2 separate regions of the Sus scrofa genome follow, and region 2 is linked to region 1. A link is a contact called in public Hi-C data. All regions are on one chromosome and are shown on one strand. Each heading gives the region's core, a stretch centred on a gene start, on an enhancer-like site or on the middle of the called end of the contact. The rest is flanking DNA. Distances are from core to core; before and after follow the strand shown. Region 1 overlaps CROCC (rootletin). Region 2 overlaps SDHB (succinate dehydrogenase complex iron sulfur subunit B).

What was found. A called contact is a pair of places that touch in the nucleus more often than the background predicts.
Region 2: a contact with region 1 is called in a Hi-C map of retroperitoneal adipose tissue, with 1.9 times the contacts expected there. The contact joins two enhancer-like sites. A contact is called at or near these places in 28 of 47 Hi-C or Micro-C datasets (adipose tissue, alveolar macrophages, blood and 14 more) and 2 of 2 datasets of contacts at active chromatin or transcription factors (alveolar macrophages and skeletal muscle).

Annotation. Positions count from the first base shown.
Region 1 is chr6:75,592,861-75,599,307 of Sscrofa11.1, reverse strand. It overlaps CROCC (rootletin), which reads right to left. Exons shown (of 39, transcript XM_003127643.4): 27 at 5,195-5,354; 28 at 4,983-5,192; 29 at 784-810; 30 at 642-781; 31 at 403-523; 32 at 1-141. Among named protein-coding and RNA genes, the nearest start is that of MFAP2, 20 kb to the left of the region's middle. Within about 2 kb of position 4,942, at least 22 of the 83 cell types and tissues checked have an H3K27ac peak or open chromatin away from gene starts, as enhancers often do. A contact at or near this core is called in adipose tissue, omental adipose tissue and retroperitoneal adipose tissue, where this site is marked.
Region 2 is chr6:75,649,465-75,656,136 of Sscrofa11.1, reverse strand. SDHB (succinate dehydrogenase complex iron sulfur subunit B) reads left to right here. Exons shown (of 8, transcript NM_001104953.1): 6 at 2,727-2,828; 7 at 4,313-4,435. Among named protein-coding and RNA genes, the nearest start is that of ATP13A2, 14 kb to the right of the region's middle. Within about 2 kb of position 4,891, at least 39 of the 83 cell types and tissues checked have an H3K27ac peak or open chromatin away from gene starts, as enhancers often do. A contact at or near this core is called in adipose tissue, omental adipose tissue and retroperitoneal adipose tissue, where this site is marked.

The sequences.
Region 1 (6,447 bases), core at 3,693-6,192:
CCGTGGCCTGCAGGCTCCTCTCCAGCGTGGCCACCTGGTCCAGCGCAGCCCGGCGCTCCCGCTCACTGCGCCGCGTGCTCTCCTCCTGCTGCACCAGCTTGGCCTGGACCCCGCTCAGCCGTCCATCCATGCTGCGCCGGGCTGCGGCCCCCACCCAGCGCTGTCAGGCCTGGCCAGGCACAGCCCCGAGACCTGAACCAGGCCTGCCCTCCACCCACCACAGGGCCTGTCTCTGAGCCCTGGAGGGTACATGGCGTGGGGATGGACCAGGGAGGGTCCCCCAGAGAAGACAGCCCCTACTCAGGCCACGGTGGCCAGGGCAGAGACACAGAGGCTGCTCAGGCCAATCCACAGCCTGAGAGCACAAGAGAGCACAGCAAGGACCCAGGGCGTCGGGCTCACCTTCCTCACTCTCGGCCACAGCCTTCTGCAGCTGCCTGGCCCGTGAGGCTGTGCTGTCCCTCTCGGCCTCCATCTCAGCCAGCTGGTGACTCAGGGTACTCATCTGGGCCCGGAGTTCATCCTGCAACCCCAGTGATGGGGGGAGGGGGGAGGAAAGACCCCTGCTCTGATGACCTGCAGCCCCTTACAGGGCCCTCGGCCGCCGGGTTCCCTCTGCGGCCACTGACACTCCCCCTCACCCGTTCTCTCTGGGCGCTTCGCAGCTCCTGCAGGAACTCCCGGAGGGCACCCCGCACTGCTTCTGGGTCCAGGTCTGGAGATGCTGGGGAGGTGGCAGGTCCTGGGGATGGTGGCTCCGACCCAGGGCTGCGTTCCAAGGGCTGGGGCTGCTGAGCCCTTCCCCACTTCCTAGAGGAGAAGACGTGGTCAGCAACACGGGAGCCCCGGCCTCTCCTGCCTGATTGGTGCCCGCAGGCTCCTAACGTATCTCGCCCAGCCCTGCTGTGCCCAGCAGCCCACAGAAAGAGCCCCTTCACCCTCTTCCTTAACCCTTCACTGCCCCCCATCAGCCCTCAGAATCAAACCAAACCTCTCTGACATCACCTGTTGCCCACCCTAGCATCTCCCTTTACAAGCTGGTCACTTCATAACATCTATAGTTCCCATATTCTAGAATATTCCCTCTTACAAAGGCACTGGGGGAGTTCCCATCATGGCACAGGAGAAATGAATTTGACTAGCATCCATGGGGATGCAGGTTCAATCCCAGGCCTCGCTCAGTGGGTTAAGGATCTGGCAGTGCCGTGAGCTATGGTGTAGGTTGAAGACGTGGCTTGGATCTGGAGTTATTATGGCTGTGGTGTAGGTGGGCAGCTACATCTCCAATTCAACCCCTAGCCTGGGAACCTCCATATGCTGTGGGTGCGCCCTCCTCAAATAAAAACCAAAGGCACTGGGGCCTTTGGACAGGCTGTTCTCATCCCCCCCACCATGGCTTCTTTCTGCCTGGCCCCTTCCTTTAGGTTTAAATGGAAAGATCACTCCCCAGAGGCCTCCCTGACCCCAGGCTGGAATGAGCTCATCCCACCCTTGTGGGGGTCCCCTGTCTGCCTCCCCACCCAGACTACAGGTGCCATGAGGGCTGCATCCAGGGCCCAATCCAAGGGTGGCCACTCCATCCCCTCAACACCACCCTGAACTGAGCGCTGACTCTGTGCCAGGTGCTGGACCCAGGCTTCCCTACATCACCTCACTGCATTCCTCACAGGAATTCCCCAGAGGTAAGGACCAATCTTCCCCCTTCACAGGCTGGGCTGACTCAAAACAGTTAAGTGACTTGCTTAGTGTCAAAGCTGGGAAGACGCAGAGCTGGGACTGAAGCCAGGTGCCCCTATTTACCAGCAGAAAAAACATGAACTCTGCTTGGAAGATGATGGGCAATGACAAGGGGGCAGGGTGGACAGAGATAGGGCGGCACCTGGAGGTCAACATGGGAACTGCAGGATAGGAGGTCAGCCTGCCCTTAGCCATCTTCCTGCCTCTGCCAACATGACATCCAAACTACCCCATAGCTCCATCAGCACCCAAAGGACCCAGAGCCTCCATCCCCTCAGAGTAAAGCCAACATCCTTGTAATGGCCTGAAAGGACTTGCTGAGCGGGTCCTGTGTCCCATGGCCTCCCCTCCTACACCTTTCCACCTCGCTCACTATACACTCCTGCCACTCTGGAGCCCTTGCTGTTCACACTCAGACCTTGCCACTTGTCTTCATTCTCTTCTCCATCCTTCCCTTACCCACAACCCCCTCAGTAAGGCTCTCTCTGTCTCCCCTTCAAACACCCTAGCCCAAGCCTTGGCCTTATCTTCAAAAAATGTATTGGGATAAGACACACATAACAAAATGTGCCTTTCTGACCACCTTTGAACACATAACTTATCAGCAGTAATTACATTCACGCTGTTATATACCACCACTCTCTGGGGGTTTTGTTTTTTTGCTGCATCCAAGGCATGCGGGAGTACCCAGGCCGAGGATCGAACCCACACCACAGTTATAACCAGAGCCATAGCAATGACAACACCGGATCCTTAACCCGCTGGGCCATGAGGGAACTCCGACCACTCTCTGCTTCTAAATCTTTTCCATCACCTCTACTATGGGTTGAATTTTATCTCCTCAAAACTCACATGTCGAAGTCCTAACTGCCATGTCTCAGAATGTGACCTCATTTGGAAATAGGGTGGTTACAGACGTCATTAGTTAAGACAAGGTCATACTGGAAGAGGGTGCACCCCAATCCAATATGACTGGTGTCCTTATAAAAAGGGGAAATATGGCGTTCCCATTACGGCTCAGCAGTAACAAACCTGACTAGGATCCATGAGGACACAGGTTTGATCCCTGGCCCCACTCAGTGGGTTAAGAACCCAGCGCTGCCGTGAGCTGTAGCATAGGTCACCAATGAGGATTGGATCTGGGTGGCTATGTCTCTAGCTGCAGCTCCCATTCGACCCCTGGCTTGGGAACTTCCATATGCTGCAGGTGCGGCCCCAAAAAGACCAAAAAAGGGGGGGTGGGGAATTTGGACACACACTCAAGGAGAACTCTGTGTGAAGACTAAGGAGATGCTGCCATAATCAAGGAACTACCAGAATCTAGGAAGCCTGGAACGAATTCTTCTCTGATAACTTCAGAGGAAGCATGGCCCTGCCGACACCCTAACCTTGGACTTCCAGCCTCCAAGACAGTGAGACATAAACTTCTGTTGTCAGAGTTCCTGTCGTGGCACAGCAGAAACGAATCCCACTAGGAACTATGAGGTGGCGGGTTCGATCCCCGGCCCCGCTCAGTGGTTTAAGGATTCGGTGCTGCCATGAGCTGTGGTGTAGGTTGCAGACGTAGCTCGGATCTGACATTGCTATGGCTGTGGTGTAGACCGGCAGCTGTAGCTGATTGGACCCCTAGGCTGGGAACCTCCAGATGCCATGGGTGCGGCCCTAAAAAGCAAAAAAGAAAAAAAAAATTCTGTTGTCTAAGCCACTCAGATTGTGGTACTTTTCTATAGCAGCCCTAGCAGATGAACACAATCACAAACTCTGTAACCAGTAAGCATACTCCTAATTCTTCCGTCCCCACACCTCCTGGTAACCTCTAATCTTTTTCCATCTCCATGAATGTCACTTCTAGATTTTTTTTTTTTTTTAACAGCTGCACCTATGACATACGAAGTTCCCAGGCTAGGAGTCAAATCAGAGCTACAGCTGCAGGAATAGGCCACAGCCACCACAACACAGGATCTGAGTCACATCTGGGACTTACACCATAGCCACGGCAACACTGGATCCTTAACCCACTGAGAAAGGCCAGGGATCAAACCCGCATTCTCATGGATACTGGTCAAGTTCTTAACTCACTGAGCCACAAGAGGAACTCTGAATACATTCTATGTTTAATTTATATATCACATTCATTGTCTGCTATTCCAAAGCCTAGACCATAAGCTCCATAAAAGCAGAAACACCTGTCAGTTTTGTTTACTGCCCCATCCCTACTACTTAAACTGTACCTGGTACATAGCATGTGCTTAATATATACAGTAACTGACTGACTAATGTGATCCTGGGGCTAAATCTCTGGATTTGAAGAGACAACAACCCAATGTCTCATAGTGAATTTCCCACAGTTCTAAGATTCTGCAGATTCTATTTCAGGCCCAGGAATCAAGGTGAGATTGGGGTCAGGATGAGACAAGATGAAGGCTCCTTCTTAAAAGGCTGCTTGCGCCTGCTGAAGCACAATGCTGATTTTCCCACCGTCATCCACGGAGCCTCAGCAGCAGGTGGGGGTAGGAGGCTCTCTTCTGAGGAAGTTTCTGGAAGGGGGGAGGTGCTGAGTGTCTGTCTGGGGGAGACATGGGGTCATAGGCCTGGTATGGAGGGGTGTGGAACCAGCAACGGGAGAATGAAGAGGATGAAGGGCTGATGGAGAGAGGGCAGGCATCAGTTACAGAGGTTGGAGACTCAAAGACTTAGAGGAGTTAAGGGCATTAAGAAGCGACATCCGGAGTTTCTGTCGTGGCTCAGTGTTACCGAATCTGACTAGGAACCATGAAGTTGCGGGTGGATTCTGGCCTAGCTCAGTTGGTTAAGGATCTGGCGTTGCGGTGAACTGTGGTGTAGGTCGCAGATACTGCTGGGATCCCAAGTTACAGGTCGATTAGACCCCTAGCCTGGGAACCTCCATATGCCGCGGATGAAGCCCTAGAAAAGACAAAAAAAAAAAAAAAAAAAAAAAAAGAAGCGACATCCTCTATCCTCCACGCCCTTTAAAAAGCAGCAATCTAGGGTGTGCGGATCCACCTCAGCGAGGGGGCGTGGTCTAGTGGGGGCCAGAAAGGGTCGCAGGGGGCGTGGCCCAGGCAGGCGGGTCTCAATAAGGAGACAGGGAGGGGCTGAAGGGGCGGGGTCTGAGACTGGTCATCAAAGGCGGGGCAGGTCCGCCAAGGGCGGCCTCTTAGGCGGCACCGAACTAGACCCGAACTAGACCCGCTGACCCTCCCCGTCTCTGCGCGCTCACTCACCTCCCGCAGGCGCACTCCGGATGGGGGAGCCCAGCGCGGGCCGGGGGGCCGGGCTGGGCACCCCGCCAAGGCCCAGGCCCCGGCGCAAGGCAGAGCGCAGGCCGCCCAGCTGGGCCTCAGCCGCACGCCGCTGCGTCTCTACGCGGGCCAGCTCGGCCTCCAGGCCTTGCGCCCGGCCGTCAGCCGCACTCAGTCTCAGCCCCAGCTCGCAGCCTCAGCCCGAGCAGCCTCCAACTTCTGTTCCAGGCTGCGGGCGTGGTCCAGTTGCTGCTTCTGGGCGCCGCGTGCCTCCTCCAGGGAGCCCAGCAGGCCTCGTTCGCGGGTCCGGAACTCGCCCTCTTGCTCCTGCAGCTTCCGCTGGGCTCCCTGGAGCTGGGGAGGGGGCAAGGTCAGGAGGTGGGTGTCATCAAAGCCGCCCCCCAAACCAAAACCCAGCCTCCCAGGCCCTGCCTGGAGCCCAGGGGCCCACAAGTGGCATGCATGACACCTGTTCCATTAGTGGTCTCCACCCATGCAGGGCGTGCAGGAACATCATGCATGGGAACACTCATGGGAGTGTAGCAGGAAACTATTAGAATTTGTTTATCTCTTCCTTCTGTATATATGACTTGCAGTGTAAACTAACAGCTAAGGCTTATAAAGATAGGCATTATTGGTGCCAGGCACTAAGTACTTTCCTTGCCAAGAATCAACTCTGATTGATGACTGGTGATTCTACTATGAATCATCTTTATTTTAAAGATGAGGAAATGGAGACCTGGGGCAGTTATGTAACTTGCCAAAGGCCACAGAGCTAGTAAACTGAGAGCTTGGTTTCAAAGCAGGGCACCCTGGCTCCAGAGCCTGTTCCCTGAACCACTAGACTACACTACCTTTTCAGTGCACGTAATTTATCAATTTAAAAACAAAAAGGGGGGTGGGATTTCCCACCGTGGTGCAGTGCCTTTAGGAATCTGACTGCAGGATTTCCTGTTGCGGCTCAGCGGTAACGAACCCAACTAGTATCCATGAGGACTCAGGTTTGATCCCTGGTCTCTCAGTGGGTTAAGGATCTGGCGTCGCCATGAGCTGCAGGGTAGGTCACAGACACAGCTTGGATCTGGCATGGCTGTGGCTGTGGCCAGCAACTGCAAGCTCTGATTTGACCCCTGGCCTGGGAACTTCCATATGCCCTAAAAAGCAAAACAAACAAACAAACAAAACAAAACAACTCACTGCAGCAGCTCCAGTTGCTGCAGAGGCAAGGGTTAAATCCCTGGCCTGGAGCAGTGGGTTAAAGGATCCAATATTGCCACAGCTGCCACACAGGTCGCAGATGCAGCTGAGATTCAATTCCTAGCCCAGGAATTTCCATATGCCAGGAGCTCCCATATGCTATAAAAATAAATCAATTAATCACAATGAGGGGAGGCACTAAAAAATTATTTACTAGAGTTCCCGTCATGGCACAGCAGAAATGAATCTG
Region 2 (6,672 bases), core at 3,642-6,141, 57 kb before region 1:
TAGTCCCCCTTTCCCGTCCTGACTAGAGGGAGTGTGTGGCAGAGGGTTTGCTGGCAAGTGAGCCCGGGAGGGGAGGGGCAGCAGGAGACGGTGCAGATACTCTGAGTCCTCCGGAAAGGAGCCGCAGAGCTCTGACCAAGGGTGGGACGCCCATCCTGTCGCAGATGGTCGGTCTTGAGAAGTTGACAGCTGAATCGGAATTAACCCTGTGGGCAAATAAGACACATGCTGGCCCTCTGCAGTCCTGCTGCCACTGCCCCGTTTACAGGTGGGAGTGGAAATGGTAGCGGCACAACTGGGACAGCAGCTTGGCTCTCTCCTGACGCCGCGCCTCTAGCGATGGCTGGGTGGTTGCGATGGGCCTGCTCACTCTTCCAAGTTGCTAATCTCTTTACAGGCCGGGAAGGCTCTGAAAGGGAAAGGGTTCTTGGCAAGTTTTCAGTCTCTTTCTCTTGCACGCTTTTACTTCCTCTGAGACTGATTTGCACACTCACACCCTGCACAGGGTGTCCTTTGGACGGGAAGAGGTGGGAAGGGAGGACCAAAGGAAGATAGGTCCCAGCATCCTGTCTGCACGGGAGTGAGGCCATGAGCTGTCTTGGGGTCACCACCGTTCATTTACATGACGGTCCATTAGCGGACTGAGCCCCCCCTAGGGCAGGGACTTCGTCTTAAGGCCCTTTCTGGATCCTGGCATGTGCTGTTTATAGACAGATACTAGTTGTGTCAATGGATAAATGAATTCTGCCTTTTAGGTCTTGGGAAATATTTAGCCCCTCTCCTCTTCCCCATAAAATGTTAAGAAAGGAAGGAAGATCCTGGTAAGAAAGCCAGCTCTCATCGTGGAGATCATGCGGGTCAGCATGGTCGGGTTGTAAGTCAGAGAAACAGCAGACTTCTCTTCCAAGAGTTTCTTGTTTACAGGAGCTCCCGTCGTGGCCCAGCAGAAACCAACCCGACTAGTACCCATGAGGATGCCAGATCGATCCCTGTCCTCACTCAGTGGGTTAAGGATCTGGCATTGCCGTGAGCTTCGGTGTAGGTTGCAGATGCGGCTCGGATCCCAAGTTGGTGTGGCTGTGGTGTAGGCCAGCAGCTGCAGCTCCGATTCGACCCCTAGCCTGGGAACCTCCATATGCCGCACCTGCAGCCCTAAAAACAAACCAAAAAAAAGTTTCTTGTTTTCAGTATTTAGCTCTGCCCTCAGTTTCTAATTCCCAGGAGGTCTGACCCATCCAAGAGTCCAGGCAGGAACTGGCCACTCTGGCCCAGCTTGTCACCTCACAGTCCTCTGGTAGGCAAGCATGTAGCTGGTACATCTCCTCGATGTGGTGTCTTTAGGGACTGGAGGGTCTCCTGAGCATGTTTTCTAGATAATCAAAATTTACTCATTTAGGTACCAAACGTTTGCATATTTAGCATTTTTCACTCCCTTAATATGCTGCACCTAACTTTTTCTCATGATTTTAAAACCCATTATGCTCATTACAGATGAGTGGAAAATACAGAGAACTTCTTTTTTTTCCGGTTACATCCACAGCATATGAAAGTTTTTGGGCCAGGGATCAAATCCAAGCTACAGCCGCAGCCTACATCACAGCTGCAGCAACACCAGGTCCTTAACCCACTGCACCACATGGGAACTTCCAACAACTACCTTTTTTTATAAGTAGACTGAAGAATATGATTGTCATTGGGGCCTTTATCCTGTGACCTTATGCTTCCAGATGTCAGTGTGCCCTTCTATGTGGCCAGTTTTTTGGGTTTTTTTTTTTTGTCTTTGTGTTGCTAGGGCCGCACCCATGGCACATGGAGGTTCCCAGGCTGGTGGTCCAATCAGAGCTGCAGCTGCTGACCTACGCCACAGCAACGCAGGATCCAAGCCGCGTCTTCGACCCACACCACAGCTCACGGCAACACCGGATCCTTAACCCACGGAGTGAAGCCAGGGATCTAACCTGAGACCCCATGGATGCTAGTCAGATTAATTTCCACTGAGGCACAACGGGAACTCCCTGTATTTTTAATCAGTTTCTGTTCCCCAAATCAGAAAGTCCAGGTTGTTAAAACTGGTTGGGCGGGTTGCCATCTGTGTGGCAGGGTTGGCATGGGGGCTTCAGGGCCAGACTGCCTGGGGTCCCATCCCAGCTCTGCTATTTGCTGCTGGGTGAACCTCAAAATGACAGCCTCTAGGCATCTCAGTTACTTACCTGTAAAATGAAACTCTAGAGCACTCACCCCAAGATTATTGTGACAGTCAAATGAGATCAAGTCAGACACACCATGCTTAGTACAGGTCGCTGTTTTAGGACGATGTTGCTGTTCCATTGAAAAACTGAGGTCTCTGCCGAGCCAGGGCAGAAGCTGGTGTAGACTCTAGATGCCTCAGCACCCAGGGCCTTTTTAATTTCTGCTAAACTGCATTCGAGGTGATGAGTTACCTTTCATGTTTTTGTTAGGTGGTTTTGTTTTTTAAGATAAGTGAGGGGTTACTAATTAAAGGATACATACACTACACTTGGACTTAAGAACTCTGGGCTCTAATTCAATTCCAAGATCTTTTTTATGAATCTGATAAATCTCAGCAAACCACTCCTAGGATTTTGCCAAGAAGACTCAGGGGCAAGTAGGCACTTTGCTCATGGGCTGACCCCAGGCCTCCCGGGTAAGTTAAGGATGCGACTGTCTCCCACCATGGGCTCCTGATGCCCTTTCTCCGCACGCAGGATGGGCTGTACGAGTGTATTCTTTGCGCCTGCTGCAGCACCAGCTGCCCGAGCTACTGGTGGAATGGAGACAAGTACCTGGGACCCGCAGTCCTCATGCAGGTAAGGTGCTCCTTCGTGACTTCCAGAGAAGCTGACACTCAGGCTTCCAGAAATCCAGAAGGACAGTGTATTGTCGGAAACCACACACTTTGGGGGGCGATGGTGTCCTTCGTTGGCATCCATTACAAACAGGGTAACTGGTGGCCTCGCCTTCATTTGGCTTTAGGTAAATCTGGGGCTTCATCTGCAGAATGCCTTCATTTAGCATGGCGTAGTGGGGTGGCGGCTGCTGGCACACCATGCCTTGCAGATGCTTAAAATGTCGCCCTGCACCACTGGCCCTCCCCTGCCTCTCACAGGGGTTTTCGATGACATGCAGGCAGGAGAGAAGGAAATTGCATTGAGTGCTAATTACCCAGCTGTAAGTTTGGCAGTTGTTTTCAGGCTAGTGAAAGCTTGCGGTACTGGGTTTAGGGCTTACCTGGGGAAACGTAGCATTGCTTTTCATTGCCTTTCACTCTTTGTATGCAGGTCACTGCAGAGAGAGTCGCTGCCTTCGTGCCCGAAAAGCTTATACTTTTAGATTTGTGGTTAGTGCTTTTTATAGGCTCTTAAGAAACTCAAAAAACAACCTCTTGTTTCTCATTTTCCCACAAAAAGAGAAGTTCCGTGGTTGTGTGACCACTTAGCAGTACTGATTCCTGGCCAAAGTAAAGATGGAATAATAAGGTGCATTCATCTTGGTGCTTGTATGGATGATCGAGCTGCTGGGAAACATAAGAGTCCTCTCAGTAGCACTGCTGAAGCAGGCCCACTGACCAGGAGGTTAATCAGGTTTCAGCTGGCTGATCTCAGGCTTCTGGGATGGGTATACTGATTGAAGGAATTAATTAATAAGTAGAATAGATACCTTTTGCTTTTTAGGGCCATAAGCGCAGCATATGGAGGTCCCCAGGCTAGGGGTCGAATCGGAGCTACAGCTGCCAGCCACAGCAACGCCAGATCTGAGCCGTGTCTGCGACCTACACCGGATCCATAACCCACTGAGCGAGGCCAGGGATCAAACCCACAACCTCATGGTTCCTAGTCGGATTCGTTAACCACTGCGCCACAACGGGAACTCCTAGAACAGATATCTTTACACGGGTCTGCTAAGTTATCAGTTTACTCAGAGACAGTGAGTAGATGCTATGAAGACAGGGGGTCAGACGGTACCGTCCCTGCCTTCCCTCATTCGTGATCGGGGGGGGGCAAGCTAAGCAGCCCCATGAAATTGGTAGAAGACGACTCCTGATGGTATATAATTAAGCACCAGGGACCAGGTGCATGTGGTTCAAAGGTTTGTGGGGATCATCAATCAAAATGATCAAAAGCTGTTACAAAACGGTTGGGAGACTTTCCTTGAAAGATGACAAAGAGTGCGGAGACGGCATCTGAGCTGAGAACTCTCCTGTTCTGCACACCTGCAGTTTGAGTTGGACCAGAGGGCTGCTCTGGCCAATTAAAGTTTTAACAGCTCAGCTCACCAGTCCCCACTTCCCCAGGCCTATCGCTGGATGATCGACTCCAGAGATGACTTCACGGAGGAGCGCCTGGCCAAGCTGCAGGACCCGTTCTCTCTGTACCGCTGCCACACCATCATGAACTGCACGGGGACCTGTCCCAAGGTAAGGCGAGCAGAACGCACTGTTATCTCAGAGTGAGCCTGGGGGCTGTCGGTGCTTCGTTGCAGGGAACAGGCTCTTTCAGGACCCCTGAAGAAGGGCTTTTAGGTAGGGTTCCCATGGGCGTGGCAGAAGTCAGGGATGCCACGGGGATCCAGGCACAGGCAGCTATGGGACCGAGTCCCTCTCCCAGCCCCGAGGGCTCCGTGTCAGCATCGCTGCTGGTCTGCTCTGCTCCCTAGCAGCAAGCCTGTGCTTTCTCTCTACTCTGAGTCTTTGCTCTGACTCAGAGCTCATCCTTACTTAGCTTTCACTCCCTCTTCCTATTTAGACTTCCTGCTTCCCGGGCTCACCCCGCCTGCGGCTTCAGCATCTGCCTGTCTTCCTCAGCATTTCTCAACTCACATTCCTCGGAGGGAGTCTCATTGGCCCAGCTCAGCTCTCCGCGGCCGCCAGCGCTGGTCAAGTGCCAGCGCTGGTCTGGCCAAGTGGGCGGGGAGCAGCCAGGGCTGCCCTTCAAGCCCAGACTGTGGGCAGAGCAATTTCACTTTAAAGGTGCAGTGAGCAAGCAGGCAGTGAGATGGGAAGTGCTCAGCCAGCCAGCTAGCAGTTGTTTAAAACAGAAAGCACAGGCAGCATATGCTCGCAGACATGAGCTCTAGACTGTTTGAAGGGCCCTCCCTTCCCCGGTCACGGTCGTCTCATGTGACGTTGGCCCTGGGGTCGGCTGTGAGGCCTAGTGGGGTCCCCACCAGTACAGGAGGGCACTGCCTGCATCCCTGCCCAGCCTCTGCCTGTGCGCTGGGTGACTCCTGAGGCGAGTTATGCCACTGAAGTCTTAAATCAATGCCTGGCACATGGTAAGCGCTCAGGAAAGGGGTGCTGGGCCCAGTTGAGCCAGTTAATCAGAAGACAGCCTCTCTGAGGCTGAGGCCTGGCTTGTGTATTTGCTCAAAAGTTCCACAGAGGGAGTTCCCGTCGTGGCGCAGTGGTTAACGAATCCGACTAGGAACCATGAGGTTGCGGGTTCGGTCCCTGCCCTTGCTCAGTGGGTTAACGATCCGGCGTTGCCGTGAGCTGTGGTGTAGGTTGCAGACGCGGCTCGGATCCCGCGTTGCTGTGGCTCTGGCGTAGGCCGGTGACTACAGCTCCGATTCAACCCCTAGCCTGGGAACCTCCATATGCCGAGGGAGCGGCCCAAGAAATAGCAACAACAACAACAACAAAGACAAAAGACAAAAAAAAAAAAAAAAAGTTCCACAGAGGATCCTGAGGTCTGGGCCTGGGCCTGGGCCTGGGCATGAACCTCTGCATCGCAGAGGGCAGCAGACAGATGAGACACTCAAGAACGGACCCTCTCTGGGACCTTGTCTGTGTCCCGCCCTCCCGTTCTATAAAGCAGGGGTGGATGCTGGGACTGCAAGGCTAGACATGGGCCCACATTGAAATAGAAGGGACCTTGAAAATCATCAAGTGCAACCCCTTTTACAGATTAAGAAACTGAGCTCATGAGTGGGGGGCTGGGAGGGCACTTGCCAAGGTCACTCTCAGGTTGGGGGCGAGGCAGGGGCAGGGCTAGAAGCGGGCCATCTGCCATCCTGCACCAGGACTAGGTAACATCCTGTCACTGACCGTGTGAATCTAAAACCCTTTTGCTGAACTGGGGCGGGGCAGGGGGGCTGAACATGGTTCAGCAGCGTTGACAAGGAAACACTGTGGAGGGTCTTCCTCCTCCCCCAGCCCCAGCCCCTCCCTGGAAGCAGGGGTGTCCCCAGCTTCCTGCCTGCCCTCTCAGAGTTTACGCCACATGCAAATGTGTCCTTTGTCATAGTCGCCTGTCTTTTGAAGAATGTCTTCTCTCTCCCTTTCTTTCTCTCTGACGATCTCTCTTTCTTTCCACACCGTAATTTCAGAGTTGGCCTTTTAAAATGAGGGGACCCTTCCCTAGCCTCAGATGAGTGTTTGTCTAATTTTACCAAATTCTAGGTTACCTCCCTTCCTCCTTCAGGGCTGGCATTCATTAGGTTCAATGACTGAACCTCCTGCAGAACAGATGTTACAGCTGTGGGGCCAGACTGCAGCTGACCCCGGTGCTGCTGGCCGGTTGACCCCTACGGTGCTCATGAAGGGTTAACACAGGGTTGTTTTTCCCACATAGCTTTGACACTGGTAGATGCTGACTTCTGGTAATGATGACTTAATAATACGGTAATGATGTGAAACCTTTAGAGAGATCTAGC